Regions from separate parts of the Triticum aestivum genome. Here region 1 is linked to region 2. A link is a contact called in public Hi-C data. All regions are on one chromosome and are shown on one strand. The core of a region is the stretch at or near the end of the contact, and the rest is flanking DNA. Distances in the headings are between cores, read along the strand shown. Region 1 holds the start of LOC123045090 (peroxidase 51). Region 2 has its middle 6.9 kb from the start of LOC123045089.

The links. Hi-C and Micro-C count contacts between places; a contact is called where the count stands out from the background.
Region 1: a Hi-C map of leaf shows a contact between it and region 2, with 2.9 times the contacts expected there. The contact joins the promoter of LOC123045090 here to the enhancer-like site in region 2. A contact is called at or near these places in 4 of 5 Hi-C or Micro-C datasets (leaf and an unstated tissue).

Annotation. Positions count from the first base shown.
Region 1 is chr2B:393,032,241-393,037,766 of IWGSC CS RefSeq v2.1, forward strand. LOC123045090 (peroxidase 51) reads right to left here and starts at 2,756. Exons shown (of 4, transcript XM_044468021.1): 1 at 2,361-2,756; 2 at 2,077-2,277; 3 at 1,815-1,980. The coding sequence starts at 2,570.
Region 2 is chr2B:392,967,005-392,973,086 of IWGSC CS RefSeq v2.1, forward strand. No RefSeq gene overlaps it. Among protein-coding and RNA genes, the nearest start is that of LOC123045089, 6.9 kb to the right of the region's middle. Within about 2 kb of position 3,502, at least 4 of the 8 cell types and tissues checked have an H3K27ac peak or open chromatin away from gene starts, as enhancers often do. A contact at or near this core is called in leaf, where this site is marked.

The DNA of each region.
Region 1 (5,526 bases), core at 1,506-4,005, 64 kb after region 2:
ACTAAATAATGTACCCTACATGAAACCTGGCATGTTCTTTGCTTCTAAGAAGGTGAATGAGAGCTCGTGAAGAAATCTTTAATTGGTTCAAAAATATCTATTGAATTACCAACACGCGACTAAAGAAGTACGTAGTAGACATGTGATCTAAAAAAGTAATACTAGGCATGTGGTTCAAGTGAGTCTAGAAATAATATATGCAAGCTAATAGATTAGGAGAAAAAAGATAGACTTATCATAATCCATCGTCATGCAAATACAACCTTAACTAGTTCTCAATCGACTAATGTTGTCAAAAATAGGAAGTAAAATGAGAAATCGGCAAGTCAGCTCAAAGAGAACTACATCTAACATCACCATCCATCACGGTTTTATGTGGGAGAGGAAGCTAAATGGACCGGGTTATAAAATCCTGACCCTAAAATCTCAAGCTGGGGCCTGACCCGGCCCTAAAAAACAAAAAGTGATGTTTTCTTATTTCAAAAAGAATATCTGAAGAGTAAAGAAATACATTATTATCCTATATTTTTATTCAAATCCTATTTTTAGGTGTTATGTTTTTTTCTCTTCCAGGCGGAGCCTTCGGGCTATAAAGTAGGGCCTAGCCCGATCGTCGTGCCTTCGGTCGGGCCGTCGTGTCGGACCGTTGGCGCACATGCCTAATCCATCCATCACCTCCCCAATGGTACATGCATGTTAATATTGATGCGGTTGTGTGAAAGAATCAAAGGATGGGGGGTGTAGCTGCTGCGTGCTTCTTTCCCCTGAGATGAGCAGGAAAGGCTACACAGGAGCATTGGCTATGGTGTTTTCAAATGGTTGATGACAAGCGATTGCACCTCGAGAAGTTGTATCATAGGCAAGCAATCTAATTTGGTAAGGGTGGGTGCGGCTAGTGGCTGCTCGTCTGTGATTTCTAATCTGTAGGGCAGCGGACACGTGCACTATGGACAGGTTATCCGAGTACGAGTGCAAGTGTTGGAGTTCTCTTCAATGGGGTTTCTCCATGAGAAGAGGCCAAGCAATTGGGAAGGCCATGATCTTAGCAATTTCTCGTCGGAGGGAAGAAGACATGTCTCGCTCCCATATATATGCTAGAAGGTGTTTGTGTACTTCCATCGTGTTGCCACACACCTCCTGACCGACATGGCTCCACCACTCCATGCAACATGTTAACTTGAGGGAGGCTACAATAGAATCAAGTCTTAGCATTAGAAAAAATAGACAAATGTGGTGTGGACCGTATGATCTTCAATGGCTGTCCTAGATTTTCTGAGAGGGTGGATGGATGTGTTTTATATAAAACTGTTATTTAGGGAGGTTGTTGCGGAATCATCCAACTTGTCCCTGACAGCAAATCGTGAAAACATATTCTAGCAATCCTGTAGATGGACAGAGCAATCAATTAAGTTGATGATCCATCGAAGAATATATTTTTTGGTTTTGGAGGGATTGATCCATCAAAGATGTCATTGTAGGACAGGGTCATGGGCCGGCAGCCCGGCACGTAGGTTTGTCTCGTCGCATTCGACGTCTTCTCCATTGATGAGGCTGGACTGGAGTTTGGCGGCTTTGCACACTCCGAACAGGGCAGGTAACGCATGGTATGTCCGATTTGGAATTGGGTGCAACCCTGGTTTACCTAGCTTTCACCGTCATTAGTGTCCCTATCCCAACTTGATTTCAATGTGCAAGCAAAGCAAACGTACACAGAGCCCGTACGTACACGATCAGCAACGCGTAATTTGCCGCCTTATAATATTTGTTTTTTCGAAGTATCATTATACTGGTACTGGACTTAATTACGTACGTACCGGAGAGGGCGATCATGTCGGTCTGAGAGAGCCCGTTGGTGGCGAAGAGCGCCGTGAGCTGATCGAGGCTGGACGTCGGCGGGGCCAGCTTGCCGGGGACGCTGCTCGCCGTCGAGCTCAGCCCGTCCAGCCGCCCCAGCTCCACCGCGTACGACGGCCCGCCAGCCTGCGCCAAACCGTACGTGTCTTGCGTTAGCTAATAAATACTTGTGTGCGTACGTATGAGAATCAGGCGGAAGAGATCGATGCATGAACTTGTTACCAGTGCAATGGCGTCCCTGGTGGCCATGACTAGTATGTCGGCGCAGGAGACCCGGTTCCGGCACCGTGGCACGGCGTCGACGGCCGCCTTGGCCTTGATCACCGTGTCGAAGCCGTCGCCGGCCAGCGACAGGTTGGCAGTGCTGTCCTTCTCCGCCGTGTTGTTGGCCGTGGACGCGATCAGCACCGACGCGTCGCACCCCTACATGCACACAAACGTTGAAGCGTAGCGTATGGCGGCATGGTTCTTCATGCACGTACGTAGGGTGCATGTTTGCCTGTTACCTCGACGAAGCAGTCGTGGAAGAAGAGGTGCACGGTGGCGCCCACGGTGATGAAGGTCTGCTGGAACTTCTTGGCGACGGCGCCCCGGACGATGGCTTCGACGTCGGGGCACACGCCGGCATAATGGTCCCGCCGGAGCTGCGCCGCGCACATGTTGGCGCTCGCGGCCAGTACCGCCACCACCAGGAGCGCCGCCACGGCCGGAGTCATGTGGCCCGCCGTCGTAGCTCGGTAGATAACGCGTGTTCGCCGCCGCCACAAATATATGCGGACGCAGACGTACACGCAGTGGGGCGGCGCCGTGTGTTGGGTTTGTCTTGGTGGAGCGCAAGGCGACGCGACGACGGCAAGTTTGGGTTTGTGGTAGGGGCACCGAAGGATAAGGTCACACAGAGAGGGCCACTAATGAATCGATCGGTGGTGGTCTCTCCATCGACTACGCTTATCGGCGTGCAGTGCAGGCAGCGAGTGTCCGTTGCCTTCGTGACAGTGATCTGAAAACGATGCTACTCTTGAATATTCCGATGCCCACAAAATTAAGCTAGCCTCAAAATCTGCGGTACACAGGGTACTCGAGTGCTTTAGGAAGGTTGCAACACATACTTGTATTTCCATTTCCATCACGGAAAACAGTCGAGTACTCGATCAGCTCTGCTCTGCTCTGGAGTAGTTGGTTTCATCGCTGCGTAGTGCATGCCGTAAGTGGACGGGGTTTTCCAAGCGCGTAATTTCTGATATGAAACAAGGAAGACAAATGAATCTCTGTCTATTTCATTATTGACGATGTTTGTACATTATATATCTCTCAAGGTGTTAGAATAATCCGAAGCGCACGTCGATCTACCGAGGACCAAGTAATCACACGAGTATGGTATTGCGATTTGTTAACGAGGTTGACCATCATGGCTAAATCCTCGGGGCATTAACTACGGATGCTCTTCCCCATGACACCGCTATAATACCGCACCCCGGCCGGCCGGGCGCCTGCACATGCTGCAGCCCGTCAATGGCCTCGCCTGCACGCTGCACCTGACCGCTATTCGATCCGATTATGCATATGCCGCCGCCGCTGTGAACGATCTGCTCCGATTGCTTTTCCTGCGACAGTTTCCACGTCCATCGAGAACTCTTCGAGCCACCACGACCGAGTTATCAGACGTCCTTCGTCGCCCTCCTCTAGAATAATCAAACAGCCTCTTCGCAACCATAGCTCATGATACCACTTGTTAGAATTAATCTGAGGCCATCGTCGATCTACCGAGGACCAAGCAATCACACAAACACGACGCGATGATTTATTAAGGAAAAAAATCGGTTCTGAAAGGTATTGTAGTGTGATGGAACATGGAATCTACTGGTTACTAGCATGTTTGATCTCGTGCATGGAACAATAGAATGAGAAAAATATTCAGGAAGTCACTAGGTGCTACAGGTGTAGATGAAATTGTTTGAGTTGGTTGCACACGTACACAAGAGACTACAGGGACTACTTTTGGGTTCTTTGCTTCGTACGCTAAGGAGATTGCGGCATGGCAGCAGTGGTGTTGTTCGACTAGCAGTTAAACAGGAACCGAGGATAGTGACGTGCGTATAAGGCTTGGAGGAGTCTGGAGTGCGTCGTAACAGGGAACATGCATAATCAGGGCGTCAAAGCAATGCATGGAGATGTGCGGGATAGATACGGCGGGGTGGAGCATGGTAGCAGTCGGATACTTTCGGATGGATCGGACTGGACAGTCTAATGGACTGACGTGGATGTTGGTCAAAGCAGAAGATGGCGGTGATTTCAGTGACGACGATATAGGAGCGTGATGCTGATGGTGGCCAACTTCTGGGGCGTAGAAACACGTGGTGTAGGTCTGAGGGCTTGTGCGGCTTCGACTAGACTGTGGCGCATGGGTTGATTCAAGGTAGTGTACACATGAGTGCTTGAGATCGACGGGGCGTGGGGGTAGCACGGCCAACTACATGGAGTTATGTTGAAGGTGGAGCTGGAGCCTGATGGATGACTACACTCTTTGCTGATGGAGGGGCTACAACGTAAATGCATGGAGAGTCGAAACCTATTTGAGCGGGATAGCGAGAGACACGTGGGTCGGACCGGGTACCGGTGGTCTGATGGAGACGTGATACTCGGCACCGGTCAGTGATGATCAGTGGTTCTCTACAGTGGGGGTTGAGGCAGTGTGGGTTAGCTACCCGGGAGACTTGACCAGGACGGCAGAGGCTCGACGCGGTGATAGCGGCGATGCGTGCGGTAAGCACGGAACACAACGACGGGCCAATGAACTGGTGGTCAGATATCTGGTCAGACAAATTGTGCAGGGGGTGCTGAAGCAGTGTTGATGAGTACTAGATTCAAGTTGGTGACTGGGTCTATCGGTGCCGGTTGATGGACATAAGTTGACTATGGAGAATCTGAGAAAGTGGCGGAAAGTCTTAATGTCGAAAGCTGAGAGAGTACATGACTATATATTCTGTGGTGTTCAGTGCACATGGCAAAGTGCAGATGACAAATACAGAAGGAGGCCGAGTGCTATAGCTATGGGACATGCCAGAGACTATACGGAAGAAGGGTGAGTCAACTACGAATTTGACTCAGGGTGACACAGGGAGACGGTGAAATTCCTTCAAGTTTCAAACAGACAGTCGAGGAGGGCGATGATGTTGAGTTCGGGTATCTCTTATATGTGGTGTCCAATATGTGAGTTGTTCACTTTCACGCAGACAGTGGTCGGTGTGTGATGGCGGTGGATGGATACTCCGGAAGTTGGGAGCACAAAGTAGAGTAATGAGGAACTTAATTTTGCTCGAGTGTTGACTGTTAAGAAGATGAGAAGGGACTACAATTACAGGTGGAGTCACATGGAGTCTGGGAGTAGCAGCGGTGCTCATGGCGTATCTTGAGTCCAATGTACATGGATGTTTGACGCATGGATGAATCCAAGGTGGTGAAGAATATTCGCCAAGGTGGAGTTTGTTAGAGTTGTGTCGAATATAATTGTACAAGGTAGGTTACAGTTGGACTTGTAGTTGTATTGTATTTAGATAGGATATGGAGTCGTGTCCAAGTAGGACACTTATATCCTATGCCTCTCGTATATAGCGGGGGTAGACACATGATGCAACCTATGCCAACATAATAGCACGGGCACGTGAGGGAGCC
Region 2 (6,082 bases), core at 2,252-4,751:
CTAGCATCCTATACTAAGCATGTAGGATTGCAGGTAAAGGTAACAACAGTAGTAGCAAGGAGAGGCTATGCAGCAGTACAGGATTAACTGAAAGCAGTAACACGCTACACTACTCTAATGCAAGCAGTATAGAGTAGAATAGGCGATATCTAGTGATCAAGGGGGGGGGGCTTGCCTGGTTGCTCTGGCAAGAAGGACGAGTCACCAACACCGTAGTCGAACTGGGGGTCGCCGGCAGTCTCGGGGTCTATCGGAAAGAAGTAACAGAGAGGGAACATAATAAATAATAGAACAATCAAAGCATCACAAAGCGTAACAAGACAATACGCGGTGTTTGGTGTGCCCTAACACGATAGTAAGTGATACCGACGAAGGGGGGAAACATCCGGGAAAGTATTCCCGGAGTTTCGCGTTTTTGGACAGATGAACCGGAGGGGGAAAGTTGCGTGTTTGCTATGCTAGGGATGTGTGGCGGACGAACAGCCTGCGTATCCGGATTCGTCTCGTCATTCTGAGCAACTTTCATGTTGAAAATAATTTAATCCGAATTACGGATTAAAAGATATGATTTTCTAAAGATTTTATTAATTTCTAGAATTTAATTAATTACTTAATTTAATTCAAAAATGGAATTATGACATCAGCATGATGTCATGCTGACGTCAGCAATCAACAGGGGTTGTCTGGGTCAATCTGATGGTGGGACCCGGTTGTCATTGTCTAAGACTAACTAATCAGGTTTAGTTAGTCTAACTAAAATGATTAGGTTTATTAACTACAATTAATTATGTTAACTAATCAGGATTAATTAAGTTAATTAATTCTTTAATGAATTAATTAATTTTTTAATTATTTTAATTATTTATTTATTTACTTTTTTTAAAGCCTTTTTTTACTTTCGTTCTGGGGTGGGGCCTGCTTGTCATAGGCCCAATGGGGCCTAACGGGCGTGCGGGCGTGCGGGCTACGGACGCGCCCCGTTCGGGCGCACGTCCAGGGGCACGCGGGCGTGGGCGTCCGCCCAAACTCGCACAAGCGTGATGGATGGCGCCGGCGAAGGCCATGGCCTCGACGAGGAGCTGGCGAGGGCGGTCCCCGGCGGGGGTTCTGGCGGTGGCGGGGCTAGCAGGGGCACGGTCGTCGGAGGCGGCGGAGGTAGGCGGCCGCAGTGGAGCGAGGCGGGGCGGCAGCGTGAGGTAGGACAGGGGCGCCCGGCGGGAGGCAGCACGGGTGGAGCAGTAGAGGAGGCTACGGCGACGCGAGCCACGGCAGGTGCGAGCGCTCCGGTGAGGAGGCCGCGGTTCCGAGGCAGCAGCGGGTGCGGGAGGCAAGGGAGGCCAGGGGCGAGGCATCCTTGGGCGCGTGCAGGTGGCGTGGTGTGGGGCACGGCTTGGGCGCGGTGTGCACGCATCGGGGCGCGCCGGAGCGGGCCAGTGGCGTGGTGGTGATGACGAGTCGCCTTGGAGCAAGTGGGGGGAAGAGGAGAGGCGGGGGCCGGGCTCACGTTGGTTCGTAGGGCAACGACAGCGGGTGTCGAGGAGGGGGATGAGGACGGCGCGACGCAGGTGGACGACGGTGTGGCGGTCCGGCGAGGAGGCGTGGTCGAGGCGGTGAGGCGACGTCGGGCGGTGGCATCGTCGGGGCGCCGCGGCGAGGCGCCCAGATCGGGGGGGAGGAGGAGGCGAGGAGGACGGCGATGGGGCGTCGCCGGAATGGGCGCCGGCGGCGGGGCATGAGGCGGCGCGGTCGTCGGTGTTAGCTGCCCCCGATCTGGATCGGGGGGGAGGGGGAGAGGGAGCGAGACGTGGGGGATCGAGGGGAGTGGGGGGTAGCGGTTAGGGTTTCTGTCGGGTGGGGGGATAAGGTGGGAGCGGGGTGGGTCGGCCGGCTGGGCCAGTCGGCTGGGCCAGTCGGCTGGGCCTTTGCCCAGTTGGGCTGGCCAGCTGGGCCACAGATGACCCAGTGGGGGGTGCCTCTTTTTATTTTTAGTTAGATTTGTCTTTTCCTTTTATTTATTTCATTTTTCTGTTTTATTTCATTTTAATATATTTAGACATTTTCAAAAAGGGTGTTTGTTGCACTATAATCACCTAGGCATTTAACTGCACACTCCGAACATTTTAGTTTAATATTTTAAAAACTTTATCGCTTGACATTAATTTGAATTTGAATTTGAAAAGGTTTCGAATCATTGCGAGGTTAGCAACAGTAAGAGTGGTGATGTGGCATCATTAACAGAGGTTACTGTAGCTTGATTATCCGGGCGTCACATATAGTATCCCATTGAGATACTATCTCAATGAAGTCCGCCAAGGAGAAAAATGGGGTGCCCTTAACCAGAAAAGAGGCTCATTTCACCAAGGCACAACAGGCAGCCCGCAAGGATGTTGACAGAGCTTTCGGTGTTTTGCAAGCAAGATTTGCCATAGTTCGGGGTCCAGCTCGTTTTTGGGACAAAAATACCTTGAAGAACATCATGAAATGTTGTGTGATTCTACACAACATGATCATCGAGGATGAGAGAGGGTTAAAACTGCCTTATTTCTATGACAATGTTGGTACTTGTGTGCAACCGGAAAGAAACCCTTGTCGCGTACAAGCTTTTCTTGAAGCACATCGTCAGATTGAGGATGCAAACACTCATGGTCAGCTCTGGGATGATCTAGTAGAGCACCAGTGGCAGTTGGCTGGGCGATGCCAAGGCCCATGATCTACCTTTGTTTACTTTTCTATGTCCTATTTGATTCGAACAATTATTATAATTTGCTTCAGAACATTGTTGTAATATATTGAATGATTATTATGTGTTTAAAAGTACTATTCGGTGTTATTGAGATGATGAAAATTGTGATATGTCAAATGACAGTTTTAAGGGTTGGGGTTGGGGCAAAGACTAGAACCCTCAAACCCAGCCCTTATAACGGAACTAGAACCCTCAAATCCAACCCTTATAACGGAATATTCCGTTATAATGGTTGGACTTGAGGGTTCTAGTCTTTGCCCATGTTTTTTAACCCTTAAAAGTGTTAAATATGGCAAATTCTCAACCCTTAAAACTAGTTTTCGATTTAAGGGTTTGAGGGCTCTACTATACATGCTCTAGATCGCTCGGCCCGGTTTTCGGCCAACGGATGCCAATGAACGGTACACTAGGTGGCATGCAGACAGATCGGCGATCGAAATGGCGCATGCGGACGAAGCAAGGATTGGCGACATGCGGACACAACGAGCAAGGCAACACGAGCAGTCACATGCGTGCAAGAAGATATAGCAACGCGGAGAACAGCAAGTTACCAGTTACCACAGGCGACGTGCTACGCACCAGCTACCTTGTCATGCACATGTACGTGGTGGCTAGCTGCTGTCGGATGGATGGATGCATGGGCGGGCAAGGGCGCTGGTTGTGTACCGTTCTGTTTGACGTGCGTGTGTGGGAGGATGCGCTCCGAACCACAAACAAGCGCAGCCGCGCTCTCTAGCGACATCCTTTACATTTTACATCAACGAAAGGTCTGCCTGAGGCGGAATTCCGGGCGGGTGTGTGAGACGGACCCACTGTAGCTGTACCGTGCTAATAAAATACTTTCTTCGTCTTAAAATTTTTGTCTTAGATTTATTTAGATATAGATGTATCTAATATTAAAGCGTGACTTGATACATCCGTATTTAGATAAATTTAAGACAAAAATTTTGGAACGGAAAGTATCAAATTCACATGTATTATTGACCTCTCACCTCTGCCATGTATGCATGCACCAGCACCTGGGTGTGAAACGAGAAACACAGGAGACGGGGTATTGCCGCATCACATCGCCGCCGTCCTCCGTCTCCGTGCTGTGGCTTCCGCGTACGTCTTGTCGGACCAAGATGTGTTGTCACGTAGCAAGCGTGTATACATATACATGATTAAATATCTAAAAATATCATCCAGCTATAGCTAAGCTAGAGATGCAGGGTAGCACGTAACACACGTCGCGTACTCGCCTAGGCCATTTCCAATTCAGAAATTCAATCATTTCAAGCGTGCAGAGATGTCGAATTCAGCTGTATCTGCATCCACTTCCCGATCGATTATGCATGGTTGGCAGCCACTCCATCCATCCCATCCTGATGGATGACACGTGACATTCGCAAATCACAAAGCATCAACCCCACCCCCACCTGAAATCAGGGGGGAGAGATTAGATACTTTCTGATTTGTGAATACCACATGTCATCCATCAAGGCGGGTCTCACCTGATTTATATGAGACCTGGTCTCATATAATCTTTTTCCCATAATATCGTCTCTCTCTCTCCCACCCCCTTCCTTTTTGTGTTGTCTTGATTAGGATACCTACTAAACTTTAGAGCACTCCACCATGAAAACCAAACTGTAGCACCAGCCTTTAGCAGCTTGTCTTATATTTGGTCAGTTATTTTCAGAGCTTTTTAAGGGAAAATAAGCATAAGCTAAAAATAACTAGTATAACTTTTGCCTAGCTTATTTTCTAAGCCCACGTCTTTCCTCTTGATAGAAAAAAAAAGGAAAAAGGTACTTCCCGATCTTCTGGTTAGGTCATATACCCCATGGCAAGAAAATGTCCGTAACTTTCCCCATGTTTCATTCAAATTGCAATTGCACCCTCTGTAGCGCTTGACCCGACTTCCTTTAGCTAGATTTATTGTGCATCGCCGCCGCTTAACACCTCTTGGTGCTCCCTCGCAACATCCCCCCCCCCTCCCTCCATCCCCCGGGGGACCTCTTTGCCTTAGCCTCTGACTGGTGTTATGCTCCACATCCGCTTTCGACTGGTTTTGTGCTCCTCCCAACCTTGCCTCGGCCTCCCATCAGGCCCCACCTCCCTCGACTTCTTTGAGACTAGCCACAATGGGTAGTAACATAGAGTAATAACACGCCCATGTTACTACTCTATGTTACTACCTCTATATTGGAGAGTAATATATGTATGATAACATGCAACACTTTATTTATTAGGCTATAGACTCAACTTGCCTTGATATGTGTGATGTTACTCATACTATTAGGGCATCTCCAACAGTTTGTATGTTAGCTTGTTGGTAAAATATGCCATGTCATCAATCAACACCTTAACATACAACATCTCCAATGGGTTGTATCTAGTTTGCCCAATAGGATGTGAGGTAATAAATAAAGTGCTCTCTCATTCTACATTGGAGCTTGTGCAAGGGGTGTTGGTTCATGTACATACATCATTTCTCTCTTTCCTCATTTATTGCATGACACATCATCAAAAATCTTATGTGGCAAAGTCTACCAACTAGCTATGTTAGGCTAGTCATAGTGGGGAGTAATTTAGAGTACTAACATGCATACGTTACTACTCTATGTTACTACCCTTATAGTGAGAAGTGTCATATGTGTAGTAACATACACATGTTCATTTATTGTCTTGTAGACTCATTTTGCATTGGTAAGCGCTATGTGATGGTAACATATTAGGTTACTCTATTTGCCTCTCTCCTCATTAACTACTTGTCACATCAATATTTTTGCTTATGTGGCATCTATGTTACTTCCACTATGACCAGCCTTACCACATGCCTCGCTTTTTTCATTTATTGTTTGCCACATCATCTATTTTATCTAGACATGTGTGATGTTACTACACCTATGTTACTTCCATGGTGGGTAATCTGACTCTGCTATGTTCATTTCCAACGCAGGTCCAATGTGTTGTCGTGTTTATTTCTTTAAGAACACGCATGAGCTTTGCGTGTCATTTCTTTAAGAGAAAAGAGATAGTCAAATACAGATTATGCTAGGAATATCATATGTCGGCTTCCAAGCGAATCTCCGTCACAAGGTTCGTACAATTACTCATCACACTCTTTGCTTGAATGTTCGTGTCTTCTGCAGAGGGGGAGTTTAATGTTGCCCGCCTAGCCACCTCTGTTATGCTGAGAATTACTGATAAAAAAACTTATGTACCGAGCTATCCGCACACGACTCCTGTTCACATTGGCTCTACGCCACAACCTAGCTAGTTCGAGTATATAGCAAAAAACTGTACCACATTACAGACTAGGTCTACAAAAAACGATCATTTTTTTAATCTATT